Regions from separate parts of the Mus musculus genome. Here region 2 is linked to region 1. The links are chromatin contacts, called in public promoter capture Hi-C maps. All regions are on one chromosome and are shown on one strand. The core of a region is the stretch at or near the end of the contact, and the rest is flanking DNA. Distances in the headings are between cores, read along the strand shown.

Region 1 (4,327 bases), core at 1,163-3,662:
ATGTCAGATTCCAGAAGCCTCTGCTTGTCAGAAGACATCAGACATGGACTCCCTTTGCTACCCTACCTTTGGACCCACCATACCTTAGACTGCAAGTTCATCATTGACTTCTCAAAGGTCTTTGGTGGCGCCCTCTGGTGGTTACAAAGAATTGCAACAGCTCGATTGGCACGGTTATAAGATAGAATCTTCGCTGGTACATTCTCATCAGCTACAAAGAAATATAATAGTAACTGGGTCAGTTTGTATACCAAGAATATACACATGAAATGCATTCTAGATGTTTTTACAAACCTTCAGTTTATCATAACCAAGTTTCAAGGTCAACATTTGAGTCAAAGGCAGTAAATTTCTACATAAACCTGAATGAGTTTCTGTCACAGGAGGAATTCTGAGCCTCTCTTTTATATTTTTCTTTACCCTTACTGGATTTTGTGTCCAGGTCTCATTATGAAGTCCAGGTGGTCTCTAAACTGCTAAGTTCCTGAATAGCTATAACTACTGCCCAGCTTGTCTACATTACAGGGAAATCTATATTTTTGGTTTTGTTTCTTAAAAACTTCAAGAGTTGGGCCTGGAGAGATGGCTCAGCTGTTAAGAGCACTGACTGCTTTCCAGATGGTTGTGAGTGCAATTCCCAGCAACCACACAGTGGTTCATAGTCATCTGTAATGGAATCCAATATCCTCTTCTGGTATGTCTGAAGACAGTGACAGTGTACTCACATAAAACAAGTAAATCTTTAAACAAACAAACAAACCAAAACAAAAAACAAAAACCCAAAGCCCCCAGACCTTTATACTGCTTTTCTTATTCCCTGTCTCCCACTTACTAGGCAGATGTAGCAAATGCTGCAGCTGTGCTAGAAGAAATGACTACAGGAGAATGAGATGAAGGGATCCTAAGCTATACTGCAGGGGCTGCAGAGAAGGCTCAGTGGTTAAAAAATACTTGCTGCTCATGCAGAGAACCTGGGTTTGGTTTCATCTATTACTCTAGTTCTAGGGATCTGACTTTCTTTCTTTTTTGTGGAGGGGTAGGAGTGGGGATGGGGTGTTCTTTTAAGACAGGGTCCTTGAACTTGCTCTATAGACCAGGCTAGCTTCAAACTCAAGAGATTTGTTTGCCTCTGCTTCCAAGTGCTGGGCTGCCACCAACACATCCAGGCTTTTTAGCCACTGTTTAAACCAATCCTAATTACTGATCTCCAGCATACCATCTCTGGCTCGTCTAAGAGCATTTGATACATTTATAGAAGGCAGTGGAAATTCAAGTGGCAGGAGCAGAAGGGTTGCCTACAGCCTCAGCTGTGGGTAGGCTGAAGCAGAAGGTTCACTAGCTTGGATCACATGATGAATGTGCCCAGCCTTTAGCTACAGTGTGAGAGTTTGTTTTAAATGGAGAGGAAAAGAAGTTCTAAGGTCCCAGAGGTAATTATTACATACTATTATGAAGACCAAAAAGAAAAAAAGAAAAAGATTTACTACTACATTTTTCTGGTAACCATGACAACTCTATTCTCCCCAATTTAACACCACTGCCTATACCCTCTGAGCTTGTAAGTAACACAGATAAAACATAAAAATTTTTAGACCAGATGCAAAGCTCTTGTTAGTATTCTATGAGATTAATCTAGAGTTTGCAGCAGCAGTGGGAAGAAAGGCCTTGGTTTTGCTTAGACAGCAAAGCCTCTTCAAGAGGTTGGCGGGAAAGAATGAAGAGAAGGAAACTGGCACCATCCCAAGGACAACCATACAGAGTATTACTTACGGGCTGTGAGCTCTTTAAGCTGCTGCTGTAGTGTGATGGAGGCATTGTAGGTACGGAACACCTTGGCAGTCAAGCCCTCCATGAGATCCTGAAGATGTTTATTTAGAATACCAGTCTGCATTAAACACGACAACAAAGAGGATATTGGAACTGAGGTAAACACCAAATCACCCTTTCCCTTACAGTGAATACTAGGAGTCCTTGTGCCAGTGCTGCCACCATCCTGCCAGTTACTGTCCTGTCCTTCACAGAGGAAGTTAGCAAAGAGGGAAAATAATTCCAGAATACAGGAAGGATTGCATAGTGCCTTTCTATAAAGTACTTTAATCTTAAGTTCAAGACAACAAATTTTTTCTTTCTTATAAATATCTCTCCCAGTAAAGAAAGCAAGTGAAAGCCTTAGGTCTGTAGCAAAGGCAGCTGGGCGTCTCATGAAAGCATGAAAGGATGAAAGGAAGAGGGAAGATCCATGGAAAGCTCAGCTCCCTCTGCCTTGCAGCTTTGGTAGGAATCCACAGCACCACCCACAGGGTGGGAGGAGGGAGGGTCTGCTGCTGGTTACAGATGACTGAGTGCCCCAAGGGAGGAGGGATATGTAGAATGTCACTGGACAATCTAGACTGAATGGACAGTCCAAATACCCTTTGACAACTCTTGACCCCAGGAGCTTGAGATTGCCTTGGACTTTAGCCTAGTGTCCTGTGTTTACTCACATTAAGTCGATCAAAAAGATCGTCCTCAGGCTGCTTGTTCTCCATAAACAGTTGTAAGTTTTTAAAAACCTAAAACAAGTCCAATTATTATTTTAAAATTTTTTAGAAATAATTTCAAACTCACAATAACTTTCAAAAAAGAGAAAAGGTAGAAAGACAACCTATATATATTATACCCAAATTCTTGTTCTGCATGTGTAAATTTACATAAATACCTAAGTATCAGTTCTCAGCCATTTGTGGTATATATTGTAACTCAAATAGGATGTTTGTTAGCATCAAACATCCTGGCATCTACTTCCTAAGAACAAAAACACTCCCTTATAGCCAACCTATGCTTACCCTAGTTACTCGATTGAACTGGCACCCACTGTTATCGAATGGGCGAAAGTAGTAGGTACCTATGTCTATCTCATGGGTCTACAGAGATGAGCTCAGAGACTGAGAACTGAAAGATTACCATTTTATTCAGTTGGGGCTTGGACTGGGGCTAAGAAAAACCACAAGATAACAAGTGATCAGCAGATGCTGTGATGCTTAAATCACTAAAGCGGCTGTGTTCAATCTTAACATTGAGTTTGCTATAAAGGCTAACTCTCTGCAGACTCTGTTATAAACTGCTTCCAGAGATGGCCACAGGTTCCCAGCAATGTAGCAGAGGTTGCAGGGCAGGCATGAAATGAGGCACACCATATACCAAATATTATCTCTTTTCTTTCTTTGAGATCAATTTTACTAGAGCTCATCAAAATGCAGAACATGCAAAAGCCCTCAAAAAATATTTGCTGAATAAACAAACATGTAAAAAGAGCAAGCTAGAGAAAGAAGCACAGGCCACATGAACTTACTCGTTTCTCAACTGGGACTTTGTTATAGTATCTGATTGAGTCCTTCCCAGGAAAGTCAAATTCCACCACATACTCCTGACCATCCAATTCTGGGTGTAAATTGATGTGTTCCACTCTAAGTGAACAGCAGCCCACAGTGTCTGCCGTCTCTCCTTCTTCCTTCTCATTGCCTGCTCTCAGAGCAAGCTGTGCAAGAAAGGGAACAGAGTTGTTCAGAAAGAGATGAGTGAAGAAACATAGACCACATATAATCTCAATGACACTCTAAACCAGAAGCCCCCAATTTTGTAGATGGAATGAACATCAGTCTACATAACTTAGAAACTCAACTCATAAGAAAGTCACAGGGCTAGAGAGATGGCTCAGCTGTTAAGAGCCCAGCAACCACATGGTAACTTGCAACCATCTGTAATAAGATCTGACATCCTCTTCAGGTCTGAAGACAGCTACAGTGTACTTAAATATAGTAACAAATAAAAGAGTAAGAGAGAGAGAGAGAGAGAGAGAGAGACAGAGAGAGAAAGGGAGAGAAGGAGGAGGAGGAGGAGGAGGAGGGAGGGAGGGAGAGAGGGAGGTAAGAAGGGAAGGAGGGAAGGAAGGTAGGTAGGTAGGTAGGTAGGTAGGTAGGTCAGTCACAGAATACCCAGAGACCCAAGTTTCTCTACTCCATCCTTAGAGTAGAGATAGAAGAAGAAAAAAATTAAAACAAGGCAACAAATGAGACCATATTTTCATGAGAACAGTCAGATTAAAAACTTATCAATTTTGTGTGAATTCAGAATTTGGGCTAAAATTTAAGTGTAAAATGAAGAAAAAAATCTGAGCACTAAAAAAACTATCTTTCAAACTGCAATTATCATAAATCACACTTTTTTAAGAATTGTATAGGTTATAATTGTCATTTTCTAAAAGAATGAAATGAGAAATAACCACCAGAATTCAATGCTACTAGTTAACCAGTGGTTTGTGCAACTTTCGATTTAATTTCACATAAAT
Region 2 (4,327 bases), core at 1,031-3,530, 82 kb before region 1:
GGATTTTTGTGTTTTTCTTCTTGCCAGCCAGAAGTACTGTGCTGTGATTTAAATATATAAGCATTGGAATCTGAAATACCTGGCTTTGATTCCCAGATGTTGTGTCTTATTTGTATGACTTAAGTCAAGTTACTTAGCTTTTGAAGATTTATTATCCCACTATGTAATTGACTTTTAAATTCTCTGAACAAATATTAGATAGGATTTGAATGTTATAGCCCTTTCCCTAAGAGTATATATGAAAATGGTTTTTGACTATATTGTCAATTGTAAGTTCTGTTGATATTTAAATCATGGTATTATTGAAAGGCTCAAAACAAATGCAAGAAAGTTGGTGAGGGCTTACAGTGATTTTGTTTGTTTGTTAATGGTGATGGCAGTGGCTGTACTGTTTGAAGACAGGCACTCTGTTAGCTTTGAATTCTTCCTGTATCTACCTGAGCTAAATATCCAGTAGCCCTCAATCTTTTTTATTAAAAAAAAGTCTATATCACACACACATACACACACACACACACACACACACACACACACACACACACACACACACACACTCACACAAGTACACATGGAGAGAATTGTCTGAAATAACAATAGTTTGAAACAATTTAGAGGTCATGTTTGAGCTCATTTTCTGAAATCTTGTTCTTAAGTCAGTCCTTACCTTACCATTCCTAAGATCATTTGAAAGGAAGGATCTGACCACATCATCTGATCCAGCTACTAAAACAACACCAGATAATAATAACTTGCTGTCTGTGCCTTGCCTTCTGGAGAGCAATATAAGCATAGCCCTTGCATGCATTTCACTGTACCTTTGCCTGGTTTCCTTATGCAGAGCTCCAAGGCATGCTTCTACCTGAGTGTCCTCCAGGAGGAATTGCCTCTGGACAGGCATTACGTATTTATGGTTATTAAGTAATGAAACAGTACCACTCAAAGTACATTTCTCTTAATATTAGCACTCTGAGGGTCAAATTATGTATCAGATAAAGAGACAACTCTGTACTTTCACCATGTCCCTCCTCCTCCCTCCCTCCTCCCTCTCTGTATTAGCAAATCATGTTTGTTTTCATTCTCATACAAAAAGGACTTCCTTCTGAGCTCTAACCTTGGGTCTTGGTTACTTAACTAAGCCATGTAACTCCACATGTTAACCCAGGATGAATCCAGTGGCCATAGTGCCAGTGGAGAGTTCAGGGCTGGCTATGACCCAGAAAGTTTGTAAGGAGCTTGGGAGGAAAAAAAACAACAAACAAAAGAACAACAACAACAAAACCAAAAACAGTCCTCAGTCTTGTAACAGCCCTACCCCCAAAGTCAGCCTTCCTTCTGACCTATATTTGGGGGGATTGGAAGCTTGGGATTGTTGTTTGTTACCCTTGATTAGGGAAGGTACCCTTAGGATAGACTAACAAAGTAGAATACCTAAGTCAAACTGAAGCCACCCTGCACTGAACTTTGTTTCACATGTCAGAACACTCCTTTATTGTGAGCCATCTTAAATTGGGTTTCTTACTTGCAGCTTGGAATCATATGGTATTTGGTAGATATATAACTTTCCATTTTTAATATATCAGTAGCTCTAACCATAAAAAGGAGCCTAGGAACGTGAGGTCTCTACCTTACAAGGCATAGTCAGTCTGGCTGAGCACAACTTTGCAAAATAATGACTTACTTTTTGATGTTTTTCAAGTCTTGCCTTTATTTTTTAATTATGAGACAAGATTTCACTCTTAGTCTTTAAACTTGTGACAATCCTCCTGCTTCAGTCTTCTAAGAGTTGGGATTATAGGCATACTTGACTTCACTTGCATTCACTTTGATTGATTAAATATAAACTTAGGTTAAATCAACAAAGTTACAGAGGTTTTTTTTTTTTGTCATTTCTTTTTCACAGTGAACAAAGGTTAATAGCATTATGTAAGTTTACACCAAAAAAACTTCATTATTTCTAGTCTACTGGCATTTGATATTCTCCATCAGTAATTCTTATCCTCCCCCCTTTTGGGAAAAACACAGCTTTTTTATTTCCCCAACAGAGCCAGAATTTTGATGCCTTAGCAGCCAAGGCTGCCTGCACATACAGCAGTGATCTCACTGAACCCTGCTAATAAGTTTGAGGAAATACTCACAGGACAGCCTTGAACTCTCTCCCAGCTTGTCCAAAACAAAATAGAAAAACCTCACCATCTCTCTTTCATGTCAGCAATGACAAAGGCTTGGTGAACTCCACAGTGCCCTGGCCTGTGTGCTGCTTCTAGAATGCCAGCTGGAAGGCCAGGCTGAGGTAGCCAGCTGGTGGTGGAGCACCTATTCTAAGACTGGGCAGTTCCTTTCTTGTGACACTGAAGTCAGAAACAAGATGGGGCATGCTGCCAGCTATTGAAGCAGTGACCTACTTTTACAGTACTCGGTCAGGTTTCTCTTTTCTCTCAGGAGGCTGTACACTCAACATCCTCCCGAGTGCTCAACAAGCCATTTCCCTAGCTAAACCCTTTTGCTTGGTGTTCTTCAGTTTGAAATGGACCTGGAGGGTATCATCCTGAGTGAGGTAACCCAATCACAAAAGAACTCACATGATATGTACTCACTGATAAGTGGATATTAGCCCAGACACTTAGAATACCCAAGATATAAGATACAATTTGTAAACACATGAAACTCAAGAAGAACAAAGACCAAAGTGTGGACACTTTGCCCCTTCTTAGAATTGGGAACAAAACACCCATGGAAGGAGTTACAGAGACAAAGTTTGGAGCTGAGACAAAAGGATGGACCATCTAGAGACTGCCATATCCAGGGATCTATCCCATAATCAGCCTCCAAACGCTGACACCATTGCATACACTAGCAAGATTTTGCTGAAAGGACCCAGATATAGCTGTCTCTTGTGAGACTATGCCGGGGCCTAGCAAACACAGAAGTGGATGCTCATAGTCAGCTATTGGATGGATTACAGGGCCCCCAATAGAGGAGCTAGAGAAAGTAACCAAGGAGCTAAAGGGATCTGCAACCCTATAGGTGGAACAACAATATGAACTAACCAGTACCCCCCCCCCCCAAGCTCGTGTCTCTAGCTGCATATGTAGCAGAAGATGGCCTAGTTGGCCATCAGTGGAAAGAGAGGCCCATTGGTTGTGCAAACTTTATATGCCCCAGTACAGGGGAACGCCAGGGCCAAGAAGTGGGAGTGGGTGGGTAGGGGAATGGGGTGGGGAGGGTATGGGGGACTTTTGTGATAGCACTGGAAATGTAAATGAAGAAAATACCTAAAAAAAAGAAAAGAAAAGAAAAAGAAAAAGAAAGAAATAGGTAACTCCAAACTGAAAAGAGAGTAATAGCTATCCCTTCTCCTATCTTGGGGGCTAGGAGACAGTTTATCAATATAAAATAGTGGGCAAAGATGGCTTTGAGGAAGAACAAAACAGGTCATTTAGGCAGAGGATGGTATTTGGTTTATAGGTCTAGGGTTTTGTTCTCAAAATTCTAATCACATGTACCAGCTTGGCCACCAAACTTCGCTTGTATTCCATAGTATAATGTGATAGAGGCAGAGTGATAAAACTTAACAGATTTTGCTCAGATAAATCTTGTTGAGGAGGAACACTGTGCTTGAGAGTTTGAGGCAGTGTACAGTGCAGCAGAAGTAGGGGTGGGTCTGGGATGAGGCTGTCGGTTGTGCCGGGCAAGGGAACTAAGAAGGGAGTCAGAGAAATTGCTGTCCCAGCCACACTCTGTGCTTGCAGCCTGACTTGACCCTGACTGGCTCACTGCTGTGGAACTAGAGCATGGTCTTTGTGTTGTTTGACCATTAGGTATATACTGTCCTAGTAGCGGATTAATATGCTCCAGGCCTTTCTCTTATTACTCCTTAAAGACATGGCAGAATATGGGAAAGTGTGTTGCATGGTTCCATGCTCTAAGGGGTGACTGAGCCATTTTTAAACCTTGGGCCTTTTACACCTAGAATGAAGCATATTCCCCTCTCCTGCCTACACAACCCCTTCTCATTCAATGTGTCCTGTTCTCTCACTCACAGGATGTGAACTCTGCCTGGTGTCCTTAGGGACATTTGCTAACTGTTCTCTAATGTTCCCATTTATTTATTTATTTATTTATTTATTTAATGTTGTTGTGTTTGTTTGTTTGTTTGTTTGTTTGTTTTCCAAGACAGGGTTTCTCTATATAGTCCTGGCTGGCCTGGAACTCACTCTGTAGACCAGGCGGGCCTGGAACTCAGAAATCCACCTGCCTCTGCCTCCCGAGTGCTAGGATTAAAGGCGTGCGCCACCACTGCCTGGCTGCCTTTTCCTTTTAAGTGTGC

Evidence for each region. Capture Hi-C pulls out chosen DNA fragments and counts their contacts.
Region 2: a contact with region 1 is called in a promoter capture Hi-C map of liver. The contact joins two enhancer-like sites. A contact is called at or near these places in 4 of 39 promoter capture datasets (the C10 cell line, the HPC-7 cell line, pre-B cells and 1 more), 3 of 15 datasets of contacts at CTCF or cohesin (CD8 T cells, large pre-B cells and pro-B cells), 33 of 484 Hi-C or Micro-C datasets (B cells, CD4 T cells, CD8 T cells and 18 more), 5 of 115 datasets of contacts at active chromatin or transcription factors (CD4 single positive thymocytes, CD8 T cells, embryonic stem cells and 2 more) and 2 of 9 other capture datasets (adipose tissue and liver).

Annotation. Positions count from the first base shown.
Region 1 is chr2:160,713,271-160,717,597 of GRCm38.p6, reverse strand. It overlaps Top1 (topoisomerase (DNA) I), which reads right to left. Exons shown (of 21, transcript NM_009408.2): 15 at 3,332-3,517; 16 at 2,484-2,552; 17 at 1,771-1,885; 18 at 84-211. Among named protein-coding and RNA genes, the nearest start is that of Gm52567, 15 kb to the left of the region's middle. Within about 2 kb of position 2,412, at least 15 of the 459 cell types and tissues checked have an H3K27ac peak or open chromatin away from gene starts, as enhancers often do. A contact at or near this core is called in liver, where this site is marked.
Region 2 is chr2:160,795,169-160,799,495 of GRCm38.p6, reverse strand. The region is part of intron 2 of Zhx3 (zinc fingers and homeoboxes 3); the gene reads left to right. Among named protein-coding and RNA genes, the nearest start is that of Plcg1, 66 kb to the right of the region's middle. Within about 2 kb of position 2,280, at least 57 of the 459 cell types and tissues checked have an H3K27ac peak or open chromatin away from gene starts, as enhancers often do. A contact at or near this core is called in liver, where this site is marked.